2 separate regions of the Rattus norvegicus genome follow, and region 1 is linked to region 2. Evidence: chromatin contacts called from public Hi-C data. All regions are on one chromosome and are shown on one strand. Each heading gives the region's core, a stretch centred on a gene start, on an enhancer-like site or on the middle of the called end of the contact. The rest is flanking DNA. Distances are from core to core; before and after follow the strand shown.

Region 1 (3,179 bases), core at 530-3,029, 120 kb before region 2:
CCTACTCCTTTTGATTTATCACAGTCACTTAGAGCATAAATCTCTCCGATAAGCGTTCAGAACAGGGGCTGGGGATGCGCTAAGCAGGAGGAGTGCATGTTTAGCATGCATAAGGGCCCAGATTCAAATCCTAACACCTGAAATGTAATTTAAAAGGAAGTCGAGGACTTACAACTTGAGTTAGATGATCAGGACTAACACCCGGCTCTGCTAGTACCCGCTACTCCTCAATTAACATAAGTGTCCGGACTTCAGATTCCCTACTCTATAAAACCACTAATGAAGCTGGATAGCCGGCTTGGAGACACAGGGCTGTGATCTTGGCACTCAGAAGGGCTAAGGTAGGAAGCACACAAGCCAGGATTACTATGAACATCCCTAATTTAAAATCTGAAACTTTAAGGAAGTAAGGAGACACACAAATTCCACCTCCTGTCAGAGAACACAGTTAAAATGAAGACATAATAAAAAACATTGTAGAAAATCTCTGGCTGCAGAATAGGGAAGGAGAATAAAAACAAAGTAGAAAACTTCAGAAGTAAAAGTCACGCTCAGTGCAGTGGGCAGAAAGCAAATGGGGCTACAGGAGCGGCGGAGAGGGAATACAGTGAGGCGTGAGGCAGGCACCGTACACTACATTGTTCTAATTATCTCAACTTCAATATGATTTGAGAGTCAGTTGAGTATTCCAGAGCGCTTTGGGCCAAAAAAGATTAAAAGCTAAATTGAAAACTATAAAAATAATATTTCACAACTCCCTTTAAAGCAGCACTTAATTCCAACACTCGGCTCCACATCGGATCCTGTTTAACCCTTCCTGTTCCCATTACCCAGGTACTGTGCACACACCAGCCACATGCAGAGAGCCAAATCCCCTTCAGAAGCACGGTGAGGTGTTCCTGCCTGAACTGTACTCTGATCAATATGTGGTGAAGCCCTAACCCCCATACTTCAACCACAACTGTATTTGGAAGTTATTACAATGAGATCAGCAGAATAGGTGCTAATCTAAGGTCACATGAAGACCAAGGGAGAAGGAGCCATCTGAAGCCAAGGGAAGGGATCTCAGCAGTACTAACTCAGTAGTCATGGACTGTGTTAAGGGCCCAGCAAATGCATCAGGGAAACCTGAAGTAAACAATGGCAAAAGAGACATTGTGTAGGGTAGATACACTGTAAGTCAGGGTTCCCTCTTGGGGTTCTTAAAGAGAACTTAAAGGAGAACTTAAGAACGACTCAAAAAGAAACTCAAGGACAATGTTATTAGAGTCTGAAAGAGAACCCCCAGGGCAGACCAGCTGTAAACTGCAGATGCAGCCCGGGGGGAGACGGAGAGTGGGAGGAGCATTCCATTTAAGCTAGCACAGAGGTCAGGAAGCAAGGAAGTGGGGAGAGAGAATAAGGAAGCTCAAAACGCTGGGGAGAACATGTTAAAGAAAGCTTGTTTGCCACAGATACAGAAGAAAAGGGGAAATCACATTTCCCTGGATGCTTTATACGTGGCTGGATTTACTGCTCTGGTAGAAGACAAACTGGAGGGAAAAGGAAAGGGTCACCTTGTTCCACCTATCTCTTTAGCATGCCTTAAACCGACCTCTCCTTCCTAGGGATGGTCCCGTGGCCAAAGGAAATGCCCAACTTTCGCTGGAATGTTAGATCTGCTCAGGCCAAGGCTTCTGTTCTTTCTGTAGCACGTGACAGAATGTAAGCCCCAGCTGTTTCCTTTTACCCAGAACAGCACTAAGGATGAGGGGCTGTATCCTCACAGGAGTCTGCAGCGAGCAATGGGAGTGCGAGGAGAAGGGAAGTTAGATAAGGTGGTGAGTCACTCCAGTCCACCTGCAGCCTGCAAGGCTGAGAGACGGGCTAGCTGGAAAGAGCACCTCAGGGAGCACCTCAGGGAGTCCAATCTGGAAAGGATTCTGATTCCTTCAAGCTCTCAGCACCCATCCAGCCACAGCAGCTGATCTCTGTTTATACACTCAGTTTTTGAGGATTTATTACAGGCAGGGGCTTCAAACAAAAAATAAGAGCAAAAATAGGGGAGACAGTAAGAGCAAGGAGACATTTGATCATTTGATCTTTTGAAGGTTAGATGGAAAAATAAAAAGACACATCTTCGTATTCCAAAACTTTTAAAAGTACAAAAAGAGACTGTTTATTTACTTATACACACACACACACACACACACAAACACACACACACACATACACACACACACACACACACACACACACACGTATGCTAATTACTAACACCTAAGGGTTAGGGTTCAGGTTACAGAAAGCCAAAGTCTAGAGAAGCAAAGAACCAATTCAATCCACACTCAGAGCAGAGAAAGGGAAGTGGGAGTCATGTATTAACCTCATAAAGAAGAATACAGGCATAATTAAATTAAGTTGCAGGACTCTCCTGTATTATTCAAGCGGGCCTTAAATGCAATGACAGGTGTCCTGAGGAAGCAAGAGAGACACCAGGCAGAAGTTCTGTGACAAAACTCACCAAAAGGGACTCAAAGAAAAGATGTTAACGTAATGTCCTTGGCTTTGAGGTGAAGGAAGGGGTCCAGAGCAGAGCAATGCATCTGGAATACAAGGAAACATTATCGTCTGGAGTCTCCAGAGAAGCCACCGCCCAGCTGGCACACTGAGAGGCTAATCCTCCTGTGGCCTCTAGAACTGTGAAAAACTAAACTTGCAGTGTTTCAAGCTAAGTTTGTTACAGCAGCCACAGAAACTGCTGCTCAGACAGAAATACGCATGCGTGTGCACTCGTGCCTGTCTACATCTGTCTGTGCTGTAATTCTGTAAACAAAAACCATCATTACCATTTATTTTCCGTAAGCACACCTCTGCTGACTCCAAGAACCAAAGCGTTATTAATGAAATAACCATAAGACTAGCATGGAATTTGCCGTCCTATTCTGTCCTTGTTGGCACAGTACATCCAAATACAACATGAAGCTCTTCCACTTTAATGGAAACTTCCTGTTGCAACTTTAAAAATGTGTACCATCCATTCTTCCAATGTCCTGGAAATAAACATGGAGATTCATGCACATTTTCCCCTAAAAATACATGTACTTCCATGTAAACGAGAAAAATAAAACAAAACTGGTGTTTGGGAAGAAGGGGATAACCCACCCATCCCCTACAGCTAACTCTTTCCCATTCCCTGG
Region 2 (3,173 bases), core at 133-2,632:
TGCGATCAGGACTGCTCATCCACCTGGTGCCAGGTACAGATGGCAGGTAAATGTGGGCTCTAAAAGTCATGTGTTTAAGGGGATCAGTCAAGTGTTCCAGGCCTTCGGTTTGGAAAAACACCACTCCCCACTGAAGCCTTCCTCCCCATTTTCCTCAGTGAAAAATAACAGGGTTTGCTTTCATCGTTTTTGCTTGTTTGTTTTGAAAGGAGGGAGAGGATTTCAGCTTAGCCATTTCTTAATTCTCATATCTGAAATTAGAAATACCACCTTGATTTCTCAGAATGATTATTGGAATTAACAAATGTGAGAAAACAGCTAGTATAATGACTGGCTACTCTCTCCACCACCATCCCATGTCTATGTGCCTCCTTGTGGTCCCTTCTGGTCTTCTCTTATAAAGTCTGCCCTTCCTTCTCAACTTTCCTAGGCAGAAATCTTGAGAAAATGATATCCATCGTCTCCTCTAGCACAGAATGTTACCATCGGCCAGGAAGGTAGCAGAGTGTGGGAAAGAGTCAAAAGACTACTGCAGTGGATTGGCACCTCTGCTCCCGAGGTACAGGTGACCTAGTGGCCCAGGCTCAGAACTTCCACTCTGTGCCCTGTCTCCATCCCTTGCTATGTGTTAGCCAGAGTCTAGAGAATCCCAGTACATCCAGCTTCTTACCTTGAGAGGCACAGCAGCAGGTGGAGCCAGGCAGCTCTGGCCGATCTGAACGATTGGGCAGTATCTGAAGAGCTGTGCCCTTGTTGCCAGCACTGTGGTACCTATTTCTTCTTCACCGTTCTTTCGAAGTACCTCTGAGTTTGCAGTCCCTCTTTCCTGGAGTGCTCGTTTGCCTCTGTCAGATGCATAGGACAGGGTGCTTTGTGGAACTGAGAATTCAATGACCTTCCTGGCTTCTGGGTCCATGTCCCATAGGTCCTCGTGGGCAGAAATGACTGGCCAGCGCTTCGAGCCTATGGAAGGACTGCTGTTTCCATCATTCAGTGTAGTTGCTGGGCTAGCAAGCCTACACGGCAGCTGCTGTGGTAGGCCAAGTTTCTTAGAAGCAGGGGCCAGGCCATGCCTACTATGTGGGGATCCACAAACACCACCCCCCCTTACATGCAGATTCGGGAATTTCTCTGTTTCTTCCTTCTTTTCCTTCGGTGAATAACAATTGAAAGCAGCTGGTCTCTGTGTTCCAGGACTTTCCTCAGGCAGCAGGCTCCAAGGAGAAGTAGCCAAGCCCCGCGAATGTCTGACGTTCCAGGGAGCAGAGAAGAAGCTTGTCCTGGGACTTGGGAAAATGTGTCCCTCCTCCAGGCCCCCTGGGGCTACCGTTGAGACTGCGGTTGTTGGAGAAGGGGCGGGGAGAGTTTGGGTAGCTTGGATTGGGGGAAGCTGCAGCTGGATGAAAAGGAAGGAAGTTTTCATCTGCTGTGGCTGAGGCTGCTCGGCCATTTCCTCCAAGGGAGCAGAGCTGGTCCTTGCCAGGGTTTCAGACCTCAGTGTCTCGGCAGCTGCAGGCAGACATGACTCAGCCCCATGGTTTCACCTCAGTCTGTGGAGGGAAATAACACACCTTTAGCACCCAGGGGGACTTTGCAATGGGTTTGGGGGCCAGAGGATCGTGTTTACTGGAGAACTGGACTCTGCTCAGAGTCACAAAAGCAAACATTTGTGGAGAACAGTGTACAGATGGATGTGTGTGTGTAGAATAGATGGGTGTGTGGGCAAGGGAAGGCAATCAAGACAGTCTACCATACCTATGTCCAAATGGAATCATTTCTCTACCTTTAAGTGTTCGTTCTATTGATTAATCCTAAGTTATCTTGACTATTCCTGTGATTTGGAGCCTGATCTGAAAGACTCTATGTTGTTTATAACAACTGGAACACTTCATGGGGCTCTTATTTAAAGACTATGGTTCCTTATGGGTTCCCAATGGAGGTAGGTCTCACGGTCCAGGCCAAAGTAATTAAAAGTATAGTTTGAATGCATTGCCCACCAAATTCAAATGTTGCTGAAATGACTGAGAGGAGGGACTTCTGAGAGGTGATTAGAATCTGTGTACCCCCAGCCCTGTGCATTCTCATCATAAAGAGGCTTCTGGAGGAAACTCAGATGGTGGTAGTGGTGGGCCCAGAACCTTCTTTCTCCCTTAAAATTTGTGAACTTGTTGCAGCAGTGACGAATATTTCTATTCTAAGTTGCATTGGCTGGAATATGGGAAATGCAGAGAAATAGGTGATGGTTGGGAGCTGATGGGAGGACTGGCTTGGAAGGCATGTGTAGGAAACCTTCATGAGAAATTATTAATTATGAGGAGGGCTAATAAAGGAGTGTTGGTCCTGGGTAAGAAGTAGGGAGTAACATACAGAGAAATCATGGTTATTAATGGATAGAAATAGCATTTTGATTGAACAGATAAACTTTGGTGACAAACAAAGATTTCTCTGAGTCTTCCTTTCACTTAGAGAAAACTTCTAATCATCTCGAAGACTAGTTAAGCATACCTAGTTGACAGGTTTGATATTGATGTAGGAATTAAATGAATAGTACACAGTGCACAACCAATTCTCAGTAACTATTAGCTCCTACTATTGAACGCCTATACATACCTTAAGTCTAGAGGAAATTTGTTCATGAAGCCAAATAATTAAAATATAATATATGTGGATATATACATCCTACATACATGTATGTGTGCATATGTATTGTTTGGGCCTATATTAGGTAGTCATTTATGTATTTTTATGCTTCCTGTCTGAAAAGAAAGACTCTAGGACTAGAGGAATTATTGGTGAGAGTCAGCAGTGAATTTGGGCTTAGGAGACATGAGCTTGAGTTATGGAGTAAACATCTATTAAGGGTGACTCACAGCATATCTTTGAACCTCGTTGGACTTAAAACAGTAAAACAAATGTTTATCCTTTCCACTTGACAGAACTCTTTTACAGGTGGGATGGGATAATCTGTATAAGAATGATTTGTAAGCACAAAAATGACATATATATTTATGCATATATATGTAAATATATACATATATATAGTCTTTGAGTTGTGGTGTGTTGTAATATATACAGACACAAGTGCATGTGCATACACACACACACACATACCCCTCTATGTATACATGAGGGTTATTTTTAAGACAGTCTCAGATGGTCTACGCTGGCCTTGA

What was found. Hi-C and Micro-C count contacts between places; a contact is called where the count stands out from the background.
Region 1: a contact with region 2 is called in a Hi-C map of psoas muscle, with 3 times the contacts expected there. The contact joins two enhancer-like sites. A contact is called at or near these places in 6 of 12 Hi-C or Micro-C datasets (the A7r5 cell line, the Rat2 cell line, frontal cortex and 3 more).

The regions. Positions count from the first base shown.
Region 1 is chr16:26,462,206-26,465,384 of GRCr8, reverse strand. All of the region lies in intron 1 of Psd3 (pleckstrin and Sec7 domain containing 3), which reads right to left. Among named protein-coding and RNA genes, the nearest start is that of Psd3, 58 kb to the right of the region's middle. Within about 2 kb of position 1,779, at least 7 of the 93 cell types and tissues checked have an H3K27ac peak or open chromatin away from gene starts, as enhancers often do.
Region 2 is chr16:26,338,405-26,341,577 of GRCr8, reverse strand. LOC120097406 (a long non-coding RNA gene) reads left to right here. Exons shown (of 8, transcript XR_005494768.2): 8 at 1-668. It also overlaps a transcript of Psd3 not described here. Among named protein-coding and RNA genes, the nearest start is that of Psd3, 66 kb to the left of the region's middle. Within about 2 kb of position 1,382, at least 14 of the 93 cell types and tissues checked have an H3K27ac peak or open chromatin away from gene starts, as enhancers often do.